Regions from separate parts of the Gossypium hirsutum genome. Here region 2 is linked to region 1. A link is a contact called in public Hi-C data. All regions are on one chromosome and are shown on one strand. The core of a region is the stretch at or near the end of the contact, and the rest is flanking DNA. Distances in the headings are between cores, read along the strand shown.

Region 1 (7,256 bases), core at 2,998-5,497:
ATCTTTTCTTAATACGTATATAGCGTACAAGTTAGAGCCACATATTTTCCGCCAAAGAATTATTTGACTTGAGAGTGACATGGAGGGTCAAACAAACACATCTTTCCGACAATGGTTGGGTACAATGGAGCCGTGGCAATGGGCTCAAAGTTTTGATGAGGGATTTCGTTATGGTCAAATGACCACAAACTTAGTGGAGGGGGTCAATGCTGTGTTGTTGAAAACACGACATCTTCCGATTGCATCTGTCTTCTCATCTACATTCTACAGGTTGGCTACCTTGATGGTTGCAAATAGGAAGCCATAACCATCTGAGGTATTCAACCCATCCGGTCGTTCCACTGCGCAACAAATTTTCGGTGCTTAACCCCCCAATCCAACTGCGATTTTCCTCTCTTGTTAATGCAGTGATCCACCCCCGCATCGCATGGCGGATCCGGGATATATTGGATGCAACCAAACTATTGTAGCACTCGATCCCCATGGTACCACTTGACTATATTGAAATTTATAATTGGTGCATTAGTGCACCACATTTGAGAATGAACGTAGGCAAACAAGGGTATCATAGCTGCAATTTCCGGTCTACAATATGACATCCATATAAACTGCATGATTAATAACATGGTTATAATTTAACACAGTGTGAGTAAGATATAAAAAGTAAGCTGTCACGAATATTAGAATAGCTTACCCCTTCCCCGACATGCTGTTCGATCATCAGCCGGTATATCGGGACAGTGTATGACCTCCCGATACCCGGATAAATACTCCACCTACAAAAACAAATATAGTATGGTTGGTAACATCAGTCAATATAGTATGACTACAATTAATGACAAGTTATATATTTTATCACTTGTTAACTAGTGGATAAACATATGGTTGGTGTGTAACCGATGCCAAAAATGGCATCCGATAAAGCGCCCAAGATGCAACAATGTAAGGCATCCGTCCATGTCTACAACAGAAGGCTTTGTCGTCCGACAAAGCTCTCGATACAACACTGCCAGAACGGCAGAGCCCCAGCTATACGAGCGGACATTGGTCAAATCAGCTAATAGGGTTAAGTACATGATATGAACTTTGTTGTTGTTTGAATCGGGCATCAGTACTCCCCCTATAATATGCATGTTGTACGCTCGAGCAGCGCACATCAACTCTCCTTCAGTGGCATTAGCTGATAGCTGTCCAAATTTGGCTTTCAGCCATGTAAATTTCAAGCCCGTAAAATTTGACTCATCATCGTTTGGTGAGTCTCCTAGTAGCTGATAACATAGTGCAGCCGGCTCAGTAAATGCAGTTTCTCTCGTTACGGGACTCCCATCGATTGAGAGCCCAAGCTACAGTGCAACATCCTCTAAGGTTACTATGCACTCCCCACACGGAAAATGAAAAGTGAGGGTCTCCGGGCGCCACCGCTCCACTAGTGCAAATATTAAATCATACTGCAAGTCGAACGTCTGGATCAATGCTGCTGACCCGAATCCAGCTTGCTCCGAGTAGGGCATCAATCGTGAATCTGGGGGATATCCTATACCATTCACCCGGCCCCTTAATACGCGGTACGAGCCCTGATAGTGTTAAATTACAAAAAATAAATATTAGGATAACATGATTTATTTCTATATATTACGTATATCCTTTTTTAATAGAACCCGTGATTAAAAAATAATAATATATTACCATATTATTAGCCGCATCAGATATGTGAGGATCGTCGTTAATCAATCGAGCCATTACGATGCCTGCAACTTCAAAATAAATTTAGTAAAAAACTCTTATTTCGGCCATTTGTTTGTATTTTTTTCCCGGATTTTATTACTTTAAAAAAATATACTATTTTCTATTTTTATTATTTTACATTATTTTAGTATATTATGTTTGAAATGTATTAATTTAGTGTGTTTTTTAAATAAATTAAAAAACCCTTATTTCGGCCCTTTGTTCGTATTTTTTTTCCCGAATTTTATTACTTTCAATAAAAATATATTATTTTCTAATTTTATTATTTGACATTATTTTAGTACATTATATTTTAAATGTATTAATTTAGTGTTTTTTAAATAAATTTTAAAAAAACACTTATTTCGGCCCTTAGTTCGTATTTTTTCCCCGGATTTTATTACTTTTAAAAAATATACTATTTTATAATTTTATTATTTTACATTATTTTAGTACATTATGTTTGAAATGTATTAATTTAGTGTGTTTTTTAAATGAATTTCAAAAAATAACCCTTATCTTGGCCCTTTATTCGTATTTTTTCCCGAATTTTATTACTTTTAAAAAAATAATATTTTTTAATTTTATTATTTTACATTATTTTAGTACATTATGTTTAAAATTTATTAATTTAGTGTGTTTTTTAAATAAATTTAAAAAAATAACCCTTATTTCGGCCCTTTGTTCGTATTTTTTCCCGAATTTTATTACTTTCAATAAAAATATATTATTTTATTATTTTATTATTTTACATTATTTTAGTACATTATGTTTGAAATGTATTAATTTAGTGTGTTTTTTAAATAAATTTAGTAAAAAAACCTTATTTCAGCCCTTTGTTCATATTTTTTTACCGAAGCCTCATTGTTTCAAAAAATATATTATTTTTATATTTTATTATTTTACGTTATTTTAGTACATTATGTTTTAAATGCATTAATTTAGTAAAAAACCCTTATTTCGGCTCTTTGTTCGTATTTTTTTCAAATTTTATTACTTTCAAAAAATATTTTATTTTCGTATTTTATTATTTTACATTTTTTTCATATTTTATGTTTTCTTAAACATATTTTTTTATTATTTTATTTTTAATGCTATTTTTGTAAAAAAACTCATTACAACATGCTAAATAAATTTCATAAAAAAATTATCTAATCAACATAGAATGTACATAACATGAGTTTTTTCATGCTAAATAAATTTCATAAAATATATATGCTAAATAAAATAATAAAACATATATAATGTACATAACATAGATTTTTTACACAAATATTACAAAAAAAAATTACCTTATTTTTTTCTTTCTTTTTCCTTCCCTCGCTCTTCTTCTTCTTCTTCTTCTTCTTCTCCTTTTCTTTCCTTTCTTCTCCTTTCCTTTTCTTTCTTTTTCTTTCTTCTCCTTTACTTTCCTTTTCTTTCTTTTTCTTTCTTCTCCTTCTTTCTTCTCCTTTAGTCGAATAGTCCCCCCAACCCAATATAAGGGCTGGTGCCGACAGTGGCACCTTTGGTGTCGCCTCTGCCACTGGCACCACTAGTGCCGCCTGTGACAGGCCCTCCACAGGGTCCTGTCACTTCCATCAACAGCTTTTTTTTTTTAACTTTTTTATTTTTTTGTACCATTTTGGTAAATTAAAAAAATGGTATACTATTTTGGTTTTTTTTATTTTTATTTTTTGAATTATTTTCGTAAAAAACCCTTCTTTTTAAGATCTTTAAAGCATCAATTTACTCTCCTCTTAATATTTTTGAAATAACACAATCTAGAATAAATTGGATTTATGTAGGGATGGTCAACATGGATATACAACCACATACAATCTAGTTAACAGTATTTTACACACATGCATGATCCCCCCATAATTGGCTTTTGGGCTATTGTAAGAGTGTAATCGAGTCGAGCCCGAATACTATCAAGTTTGAGCTTGAGTTGGACTCAAAATTCAGAGTTAAATACACGGCTCGAGCTCAATCAAACATTTATTTTTAAGCTCAAGCTCAGCTTTAGATATAATTGAGCTACTCGAGCTTAAGCTCGTTTACTATTTTTCTTCTCAAATTCGACTCGAGCTTAACTCAATAATTAAGCTTATAGTTAATAATATATATTAAGGGCAATAACATAATTTAATAATATGAAAATATGAAAAACTCAATAAGACTTGTGAGTTGTTCAAGTCAATTAGTACTAAGCTCAAATTCGGCTTGATTGATAGCTGGAGCTCTGAGCTCAACTCAATAATTACTAAATCGAGTTCAAATTTTTTTAAATTGAACTCGAGTAGCTTGCAAACACCAGTGTCTCATTCACCCCGGCTATTATCGCTATTATCTATACTTATTATTGGGGTTGTGGCCTTTGAGGGTATAAGGTCTAATTTTGGGCAGATAATATCACCAATATCAGCCCCAGTTCAGCACTTAACTGGCCTCCCCTGTTACTTTTGACTCATATGCTGATATTATAATTAAGGTCTGCTTGATCAAGATATCCCCATCAATTTAATATATTATTTTAGTGCAATTATCTTCTAAAGACAACCTCCATTTGACATAAGGTCAAGCACTGTCACATCATTCCTCACTTCTAATATTATATTATAAACAATTAAAATAATTATTTAAAAAAATTATAAGTTTTTTTATTGAACAAGTTTTTATTATGCTCCGTTTAAATTTAAGTTTAGTATCTATGCTTTAATTTGATATATTTTTGTTCTTATATTTTTATAATATCTTGAGTTAGTCCAAATAATTAGCACATTTTCTTTTAAACCAACTTATTATGGCAATGTATATATTTTTGTGTGTGCTAGAAGTGTTGGAAGAGAAATTTACACATTCATTTTAACCAAAATATTTAAGAATGTTAATTATTTAGACTAATTTATGTTGTTGTAAAAGTAGATGATCTAATTGTGTGAAATAATGGAATTATCTTAGGACATTACACGTGTAAGAGAATAAAAGTGAATGATGGAGGAATTATTGTTGAACGGTGGGGGAATCCTGGGTTCCTTTCATCTAAAATTGACAGTCTACTAACCCTATTTCTGAATCCAATGTTGTGCTTCTTTTAAGTAGTACTCTAATAATTTAACTACTAATTAGTTGAGCGCAAGACTGGATTTGTTAATCCATCAGTTTAAAACACTACATTTATTAAATGTAATATTTGTTAGAACCAGATAAACTATAGAAATACTCACAAACTTCCCCCCTATTTATATATAAAATATAAACCCAGATAATAATGTTAATCTAATTAAGAGGATAAAAATATGTGCTTAGTATGTATGAGATGTAACACAAAATTTGGTCAAGTCGTGTGAATTGTTAAATGCTTGATAAATAATTAATTAATAATTTTATGAGGTTGTGCGGGATGCTTTAATAAATTTTCCAAAATAAGACTTATACATTTAATCCTACAATACTATTGTTAAACTTTGTGAAATGGAGTTTTCCCAACATATTACCATATATTACGTTTTAAATCTAATAATTTGTTTTTAAACAAAACGGTTTTCCAAGTCCCTACAAATATAGCCTTTTAAAAATACCCTACTGCATGCATGTATGTTTAACTGAAGTTTTCGAGGTAATTGCTTGTTAAATACTAAATTACGAATTAGTCTTGTTGTTGATTTGATGTTCAGAGTAGCGCAGGGGAAGCATGATTTTAGGATTTTAATTATTCTCTAAATGATTGCTATGTGTGATTGGCGGGATGGTGTGTTTTTGTGGTGTTTTGATGGAGAGTCACTTCGGCGGTTAATGTGACGTTCGAAATTCGGGTCAGGACGTTTAGGGCACCACAGAAACAATTAACATGATTACTCACAATTCATACCATCGGGTATATATTTAGCAATAATTCAATTAATTAAATCATGGATTCAAACATTATTCAAACTAATAGGGACTTAATTGCATAAATTAAGCACTAAAATCAGTTCGAGAACCATTCAGGGACTAATATGCACAAAACATAAAATTTTGAGCAAAACTACAAAATTTAAGAAATAGGGGCACATGGTTGTGTGTAATGGCTTAAGTCGTGTGGGTCACATGACCGTGTGGGAGGGTCTAGGCCGTGTGGTCTGGGTTGGGTTTGATTTTGCCTCGATTTTCTTGTAAAAGAACACACATCTGACTTTTGGGGTCTTGTACGACGATCCTTATGTCCAAATCTGATCCAAGTCACCTACAATGGATCTTTCGATTGACAAAAACATAAGAATTACTATTGATGTTTAGGATTTAACGAGTTTTAACAAGATTTCAGGAAAACCCATTAAAGATTCAGAATTGATTTTAGAAAATTTATCAAGAATGATGTTTGGACAGATTCCTAGGGTTCTACAAAATTAGGAATGAGATTACTTACCGAACTTGGCACGATAGAATGGATTTGATGCTAAACCAACACGAAAGCGGATTGAACGTGATTGATCTAAAGCTCGGGATCAAACTAAAATTTCAGCAATGTAGAGAAAAATTTTGCAAAAGAAAGGATGAAGAAAGAATTGGAAAGAAATAGGGAAATAAATTCTAATTAGGGTTGTTTAGAGAAACCAAAATCCTAATATGACTAGGAAATGAGTTAAAAGGAAAAGTTATGCAAATTTAGGGGTTGTTTTGGCAAATAAACCCTCCTGCTAAAAATTTAAAACAAATGGAAAGAACTTGGGATTCTAGGGAGGATGCAGTAATGCTTGGTCATTGGGCTATTGCTCATTTCTTAGATTTATAACTTCTAACCCTATAAATTATTGTTCTCAGTGTAATTATTTTGTATCTTGTATTTTATATATTGCGTTCTCATTAGACAAAAAAAACTGAAGAAAATTATATATTATCCGTTAACCACCATCAAATGGTCAAGTTTTAATTGAAAATAAACATACCGATAGTTAAAAATAATTAAATTGAATTTTTTTTCTAATCAGAAGATTTAGCTTATATAAATTTTATGTGTTTAAACCTTAAATTTATCATTCATATATATATATACTATATTAATTTGAGATTACAATAAAAGTAAAGTGGTTCCTCTAAGAATATACCATTTATCGCTATAAAAATTTGCCATGTGCAACTATTTATTATATTTAAAAAAAATGTCAAAATTTAAATCAATGAGAAAAGCTATATTACGGAAAAACCTAGAATATGGTAAGAAACTTTGTACATATATAATAAAATTTTCTGACAATATATATGCATATAAGAAACTATTACCCAGAATCATTAATTTATAAAAAAAAAAGATTATTTTCATATATTGGGATTAAAATGGATACATAATTGTAAAACATAAAAAATATTTATTTAAAAAAATTCTTTAAAAAATCAACTTTATATCTCACTTTGGTATGTTTCATTATATAAAAAAAATGGTTTAGTTGATTAGTTACTAGATTTATTTATGACAAAAATATTGATTGTGAATAGATAATTACTTAACTCTAGGTATAGTATAAGATATTATGATTTTTTTCCAATCATTAAAATAATTTTGAAGGAAG
Region 2 (6,269 bases), core at 2,775-5,274, 39 kb after region 1:
GTAAAGAAGCTAAAACATAATAGTATATATATACGTATATAGAAGTAAAAGAAGTAAAAATAAAAAATACAAAAGAAACGGTATGAAATACATACAAATACATACACTACACAAAAATACATATATGTACATATAAAAAAATGCGTGCTTAGGAACAATAGAGATAATATTGATAATAAATAAATAAATGGTATAATGATAATAATATGAAAAGAAAAAAACAGAGGAAAATAATAATAAAATAGCTTGAAATGAACTAAATTGAACTGAAACGAAAAGAATGGGGCAGATTTTAAATGAATTTTAAAAAAAGGACCAACTTGAACGCGCACATAACAGTGGAGGACCAAAAAGGAAATTATCCCCACCTTCCAAAATGCTGCACAGCGATGGGCCAAATTGAAACAAAAATTAAATATGCAGCCCAATTTTGAAAAAAAAACAAAGCAGGTTTAATTGCAACGCATTGCAAAAGGGAAGGACTAATTGGGCAAATTACCCTTTAGCCCAAACACGCGGATCCTCCCCTCCGGGTCGGGTTATCGCGCTGGTCATGCCAAGGTAAAACGGCTCCGTTTCAGTGATGCTATTTAAAACAGTTTTTTTTCTAAAACCATTTGTAACAGAATAAAAGGAAAAAAAATAAAAAAAAAAACAAAGGCCCTCTGCTAGGGTTTTCAGCCTTCGCCCCTAGCACCGCCGTTCGCCTGTGCCGATGCTCCGACGGCGACGGAGATGGCGAAAGGTAAGTTTCCCTTTTCTCCTTTCTTTGTTATTTAAAACGAAATAAAAGAAAAATAAAAGAAAATAAAAAAGAAATATATGTAAATAAAATAGAAGGGACACTGCCAAGAAAACCAAAAAATCACCTTAGAAAAATTGATATTTTGTTCTGTTCTCTTATTGATCTCCTCCTTCCCCCTTTATAGATTCGCAGTGGCTTTTTCTAGCCCGAAAAAGAAAATAAACAAGTAAAACTATTGCTTGCTGTTTTTTCTCCTTTGGACACCTTGAGTCCGTGTTTGCAGGTGTTTGTGGAGCAAACGGCGCGCGTGGAGAGGGTCGTCTCCGAGTCTTACGATGATTGGACACTTGCTGGAGTCGTTTGAGGGCGGCGGCTGAGTTTAGGGAGGCTCTTAGGGTTTCAGCAAATTGATTTTGCTGGGCTAGGGTTTGAAAATTGGCTGTTGGGCCTGTTATTGGGCCTGCTAGTGTTGGACTGTTTATTTTTTCTATTTTGGTTTATTATGTGGGCCCGGGCAAATAATTGGTATTACACCCCTTTTATAAATCTTTGGGTTTTCATGGAGGAAACCAATTGGGATACGTTTTTTCTTGAGGTTGATTTACCCGATTTCGGGGATATCTTAGATAATGAATCGTAATAGGTAACAGAACTTCTTCCTGAACCTTGTTCAACCCAGAATCCCGATGAAGAATTGGCGGTGTTTTCGTGGATCAGGGAGATCGAGAAGGTTTTGATGGAGGATGATAATTTTGATCATAGGGTTGCGACTCAACCTGTCCTCGATGATATTTCTTGGTTGATTTACTGGTTGATTCACCTCCTTGTAGTGGTGGCGTTATGGTTGGTGTCGACGGTGGTGATTTGCACAAATAAAGCCAAACCCACACCGACGTCGATAAAAACAATCCCATTGCTACGAAACAGAAAAGGTATAAATGGATATTCGCAATTTATCGTCTTTGTCTATTGTTCTTTGAAACTTCATTATGTTTCAATTTTGTTTTTTGCATGTCTAATTTGAGGTAGAGGTGTAATGGCTTACCTAAGGAACTCAAGCTCAATCTAGTTTTACTTTTAAAGCTTGATTGATCTTTCCGACTTTCATACAAACCCAAGTATTTTGTGAATACCTAAAACTAAAGACAATAAATGATATCACTACAATTGATGGATCTAAATGGTTTCTTTTTCAAGCAGTTGAGAAATAGATATGCAGTTGTGAGATCAAGGGAGAGGAAGAAGATGTATGTCAAGGATCTTCAGATGAAGAGTAGGTATTTAGAAGGGGAATGTAGAGGACTGAACCGTGTGCTTCAGTGCTTCATTGATGAGAATCAAGCTCTTCAGATTTTCGTTTCCTCCTCCCTTTAATCACAATCAATATCTGTTATTTTGCCCTAAACCAACCCATCCCTTTAGAATTTTTCCCTAAACCCACCCAAACCTTGACCCTTCAACTGCTTCACCAACATGCAAGTTAACTGGCCACATCAGCTAGTTAACTTGCCACATTAGCGGTCCCGTTAAGACACTAACGAAAAATGTTAATAAGTGACTGTTTTGTCACTTTTTGATAACATTAGTGACTGTTTCGTCATTTTTCTAAAGTTGAGTGACTGAAATAAAACTAATGTAACTGTTTTGTCAACTACCCAAAAGTTAAATGATTGTTGGTGTAATTTATCCTTTTTTTAGTACTCTACTCTATAAGATTTTGAGTATTTCAAACCATAAAACTTTAAAGAGAGAATTCACAACTTATCAATATGCTTAACAAAAATTAATGTATTAACTATGACACATTTAATATACACGAATGTTGGAATTTTTTGGCCTCATTAACTATATATATTTACTTTCCTACTTGAATTTTTTGTCCATCTTAGTTATCTTTAATAGGTTTTAGTCTAAAAGTTAATGGCAGGTTAACTAAATATGACATAAGTTTTTGGATTTTTTTAAAATTTAAAATTTAGTCTTTGTATTTTTTTTTCAAGAATTTAGTTTCTTTACTTTTAAGATTTTAAAATTTATGTCCAACTGTTAATACTGTTAAACTTTCTGTTAAATTTATTGGTGTAACATTTTTAAATTAAAAAAAAGAGCAATCCCTAACCATATAAGTAAAAAATGATATTATAATAAACTTAAATTTAACAAAAAAAATTAAAAATATTAATAGTTGACCTGACCTGAATTTTAAAATTTAAGAAATAAAAGAACTAAATTAATAAAATAAAAAGTAAAGAGACTAAATTTTAAATTTTCAAAAAGTAAATAGATTTATTACATATTCTAATTTTAATGATATAAGAAAAACAGGCAAATTACATTTTTTACATGTCATTGATGATGTGGCTATTGAACGACAATATCATGAAATATAGTTTAAAGAAAATGTCAAGTAGCACATTCTCATGTTTATTTTTTAAAACACTATTAACTTTTGGACTAAAACTAAGATGAAGAAATAATTTAAGTACTAAAGTAAAAAGAAAATAGTTGAAATGCCAAAAAAATAATACGAGCCCTTTTCTTTTTCCTTTAATCTTTTTTTATACAACAATCTGACGTAACAGATGCTTTCGTAATATAAAACATTGTCTAAAAAAAAGGGAAAAATGAGGAAAGCCAATAATGTGGAGACATAATATTCAGCACTGTGGATTTGGTTTTATATTGTGCTTTGGAAAAGTTCCCCAGCACTCGATGGATGAAGAAGAAAAGGATCTGCCTCTGTAAACTAAAGTAACAATCACAGTTACTGCAATAATGACCTTTAAATAAATATGAGATATGGATTGCCTACTAACATCAACAATAGTTGATGAAGTTTTGGGTACTAGAACCCAATTTTTGATATTTGTCTTTTAAAGATTGAAATGTGTAGGAAAGTTTGATGTGCGGGTATTTTTTGAAACAGTTGTTTGAGTCACTAATTCTGTGATCTTAATAATTTAAATTAGTTTTTCTTTGTTTTTATAATAAAATAAAAAAAGCAAACTTGAAACCCATGAAATAACATTGTAATTATCGAAGAAATAAGGATTAGGTGAAGGTTTTGGAGTCATCTTTTTTATTTTCTCATTATTATTAAATATTATGAAGCAGCAAGTTTATTAAATATTTCAGTCCTTCATTGACCATAATAAATTGATGAAAGAGTCAAGAACCTGAAGACTTTTTTAGTAATTTATAAGAAAAGGGTGGAAGAATAAAGGGTATTAGCTTGAGTGGCTCCCATTATCTCGTCTTTTTGTCCAAAGAAGTGACCCCAATTCCTCGAGTGCGATGACCCTTTTCGAGAAATGACTTTATTGGCATACCTCTGTCTATTCACTGTTTCACTTCCCACTCCTACTTTTTAATACATCTGTCCCCAATTTTTTTTATTAATAAAATTTAAATTTAATTATAAAATTATATATAACATCAATAAAAAATATTTTTTAATATTTTTTAAAAAGTGAAATGGGGTTTTTTTAATTAGGCTAGCCCAAACATAGGCCTAAGCTTAAAAAAATTTGTAACCGAGCCTTAACTCGACCCATCGATAGCTTTACTTTTTAAATTTGTTTTACACCATTGCTTCACATTTAGCTAAGATGTTTAGAAACAAACTAAAACTAAAATTGCAACATTTGGAACGAGTTTTTAAGTTAATATTGTAATAACATGAGAAAAATATTTATTTATTACATATGTTTTATAATAGTTAGATATAAAATAAAGAATAATTAGTACAATTTTAAACTCAAAATTAGAAAGATAATTAAAAACTTATTATATCCCCATCCACGTCAAAGTGTCACGGGGCTAGACCTTTTGTCTCGTAATCCGTGCGGCCTTAGGCGATCCGTTCGTCTAAACTCGCCTAAGTCAGCCTTAACTTAAGTGAGGATTCTTTTAGAACTCCTCCAAGGCACCAAATTGAAGAGCGGAAGCGATTTATACCAAAAGAAGCTAACCAAAGAACAACAGAAAGCCACAGAAAAGGTTGCACACAAGGTGTTTGAGTAAATGCTCTCAGAGTTCTATTACTCTTAAGAATTCAGAATACAATAGAATGAGTACAAATGAGGGGGATGCTCTCTATTTATAGTTGAGCTCCCCCAAAACCGACGATCAAGATACATTTACATCGACGGATGAGATTTAACCATATCCCTTAATTTTAAGGATTTACAAGATAAGCCTTATCAAATCTAATCTAATATTTACAAGACATGATTCCCCTCTATCTTCTAATATTAGTTACCATATTAGCCTAAGTTGCCATCTCTTCATTATCGGGCCAACTAGGCTTCAATTTGACAGGCTTGTCCAATAGCTCTTTGAATCGGGCCAGTTCTTGTGGGCCAAATGATCCCCATCTGAGAAATAGACCTCCATTGGATGCATTTGGTGCGATAGTCACGGGCTTTGAACTTTGGCCCGTGACAAAAGCACGTGGTAAGCCAAAAAAGTGCCCGAATAACAAGTCTGCCACTAGCAAGTCGGGAGGTCTGTTGTGAGCTCACCATTCTAGGATGACCATCTAAACATTGGATGGCCTAATATTCATTGGGAACATGTAGTTGTTGGTCACCAAACATCACATGGGCTCAATTGCTTCATCCCACCAAGTCAAAATGAATGGCAGGGTTTATCGTATCATAAACATTCTAGTCTCATCAAAGATATCCCTCCCACGTGTTGCAAATACATTAGTGAAATTAACAGTAATGTAAAATATTGATTAAATCACAAGATCAAACCAAAACAATATAGATATATATAATCTGAAAAATAGAAATTGGAAATAAAATTGGATCGAAATTGTGTACTCGTAGGTAGGCAGAAATCCGACTGGTAATTGAAGCATGTTTTCACAGTTTCCTTAAGATAGATTCGGTCGCTCCTTTGGTGCTGGAGAAACATTGGTCAACTGTCTCCCAGGATACAACAACAAGATGAGCACAGCTGCAGTGATCAACAAACTATAGCCTAGCTTTCTTCTATCACCGAATACAAGTTCAAAATATGCAGGAAAAAGATCTCGTAATTTTTGTAGGAAAATTTAGTGTGTGTTTCTCCTGCAGATTATTTTGGTTTAAATAAAAATATTCAAAATGAAATAACTTTTAGAAATTTGACTAATGAAGCCATTAACGTCCGTGAATTAATGAGCCATTAAAAACCCAAATTAATGTCTGGATTAAATGAGCCATTAAACTCAATATAATATTTGTCTTTTTAATTCCAAACAGAATTTGCAGATATAAACTCTGCTGAGGAAAAATAAAATTACGTATTGGGCTAAAATAGCTGCAGGCCTAGAAGGTCCCGATCGGTCCGGACATTTTGCATCGCCCACGTCGTACGGGTGCACCCCCAACCCCGGCAGGTTTGGATTTGTAGCCCCCTTGCGCGCGAGGGAGAGTATTAACTTAGTCATTCAATAACCACCAAGTTGATTCGTATATATAAACATATTCCACACTGGATATCTAACAAATTTAGAACTAATCTTTCCATTTTC

Evidence for each region. Hi-C and Micro-C count contacts between places; a contact is called where the count stands out from the background.
Region 2: a Hi-C map of hypocotyl shows a contact between it and region 1, with 2.8 times the contacts expected there. The contact joins two enhancer-like sites. A contact is called at or near these places in 7 of 34 Hi-C or Micro-C datasets (anther, callus, fibers and 2 more).

Annotation. Positions count from the first base shown.
Region 1 is chrD01:20,871,869-20,879,124 of Gossypium_hirsutum_v2.1, forward strand. No RefSeq gene overlaps it. Among protein-coding and RNA genes, the nearest start is that of LOC107922081, 47 kb to the left of the region's middle. Within about 2 kb of position 4,248, at least 1 of the 9 cell types and tissues checked has an H3K27ac peak or open chromatin away from gene starts, as enhancers often do. A contact at or near this core is called in hypocotyl, where this site is marked.
Region 2 is chrD01:20,911,322-20,917,590 of Gossypium_hirsutum_v2.1, forward strand. No RefSeq gene overlaps it. Among protein-coding and RNA genes, the nearest start is that of LOC107920923, 15 kb to the right of the region's middle. Within about 2 kb of position 4,025, at least 4 of the 9 cell types and tissues checked have an H3K27ac peak or open chromatin away from gene starts, as enhancers often do. A contact at or near this core is called in hypocotyl, where this site is marked.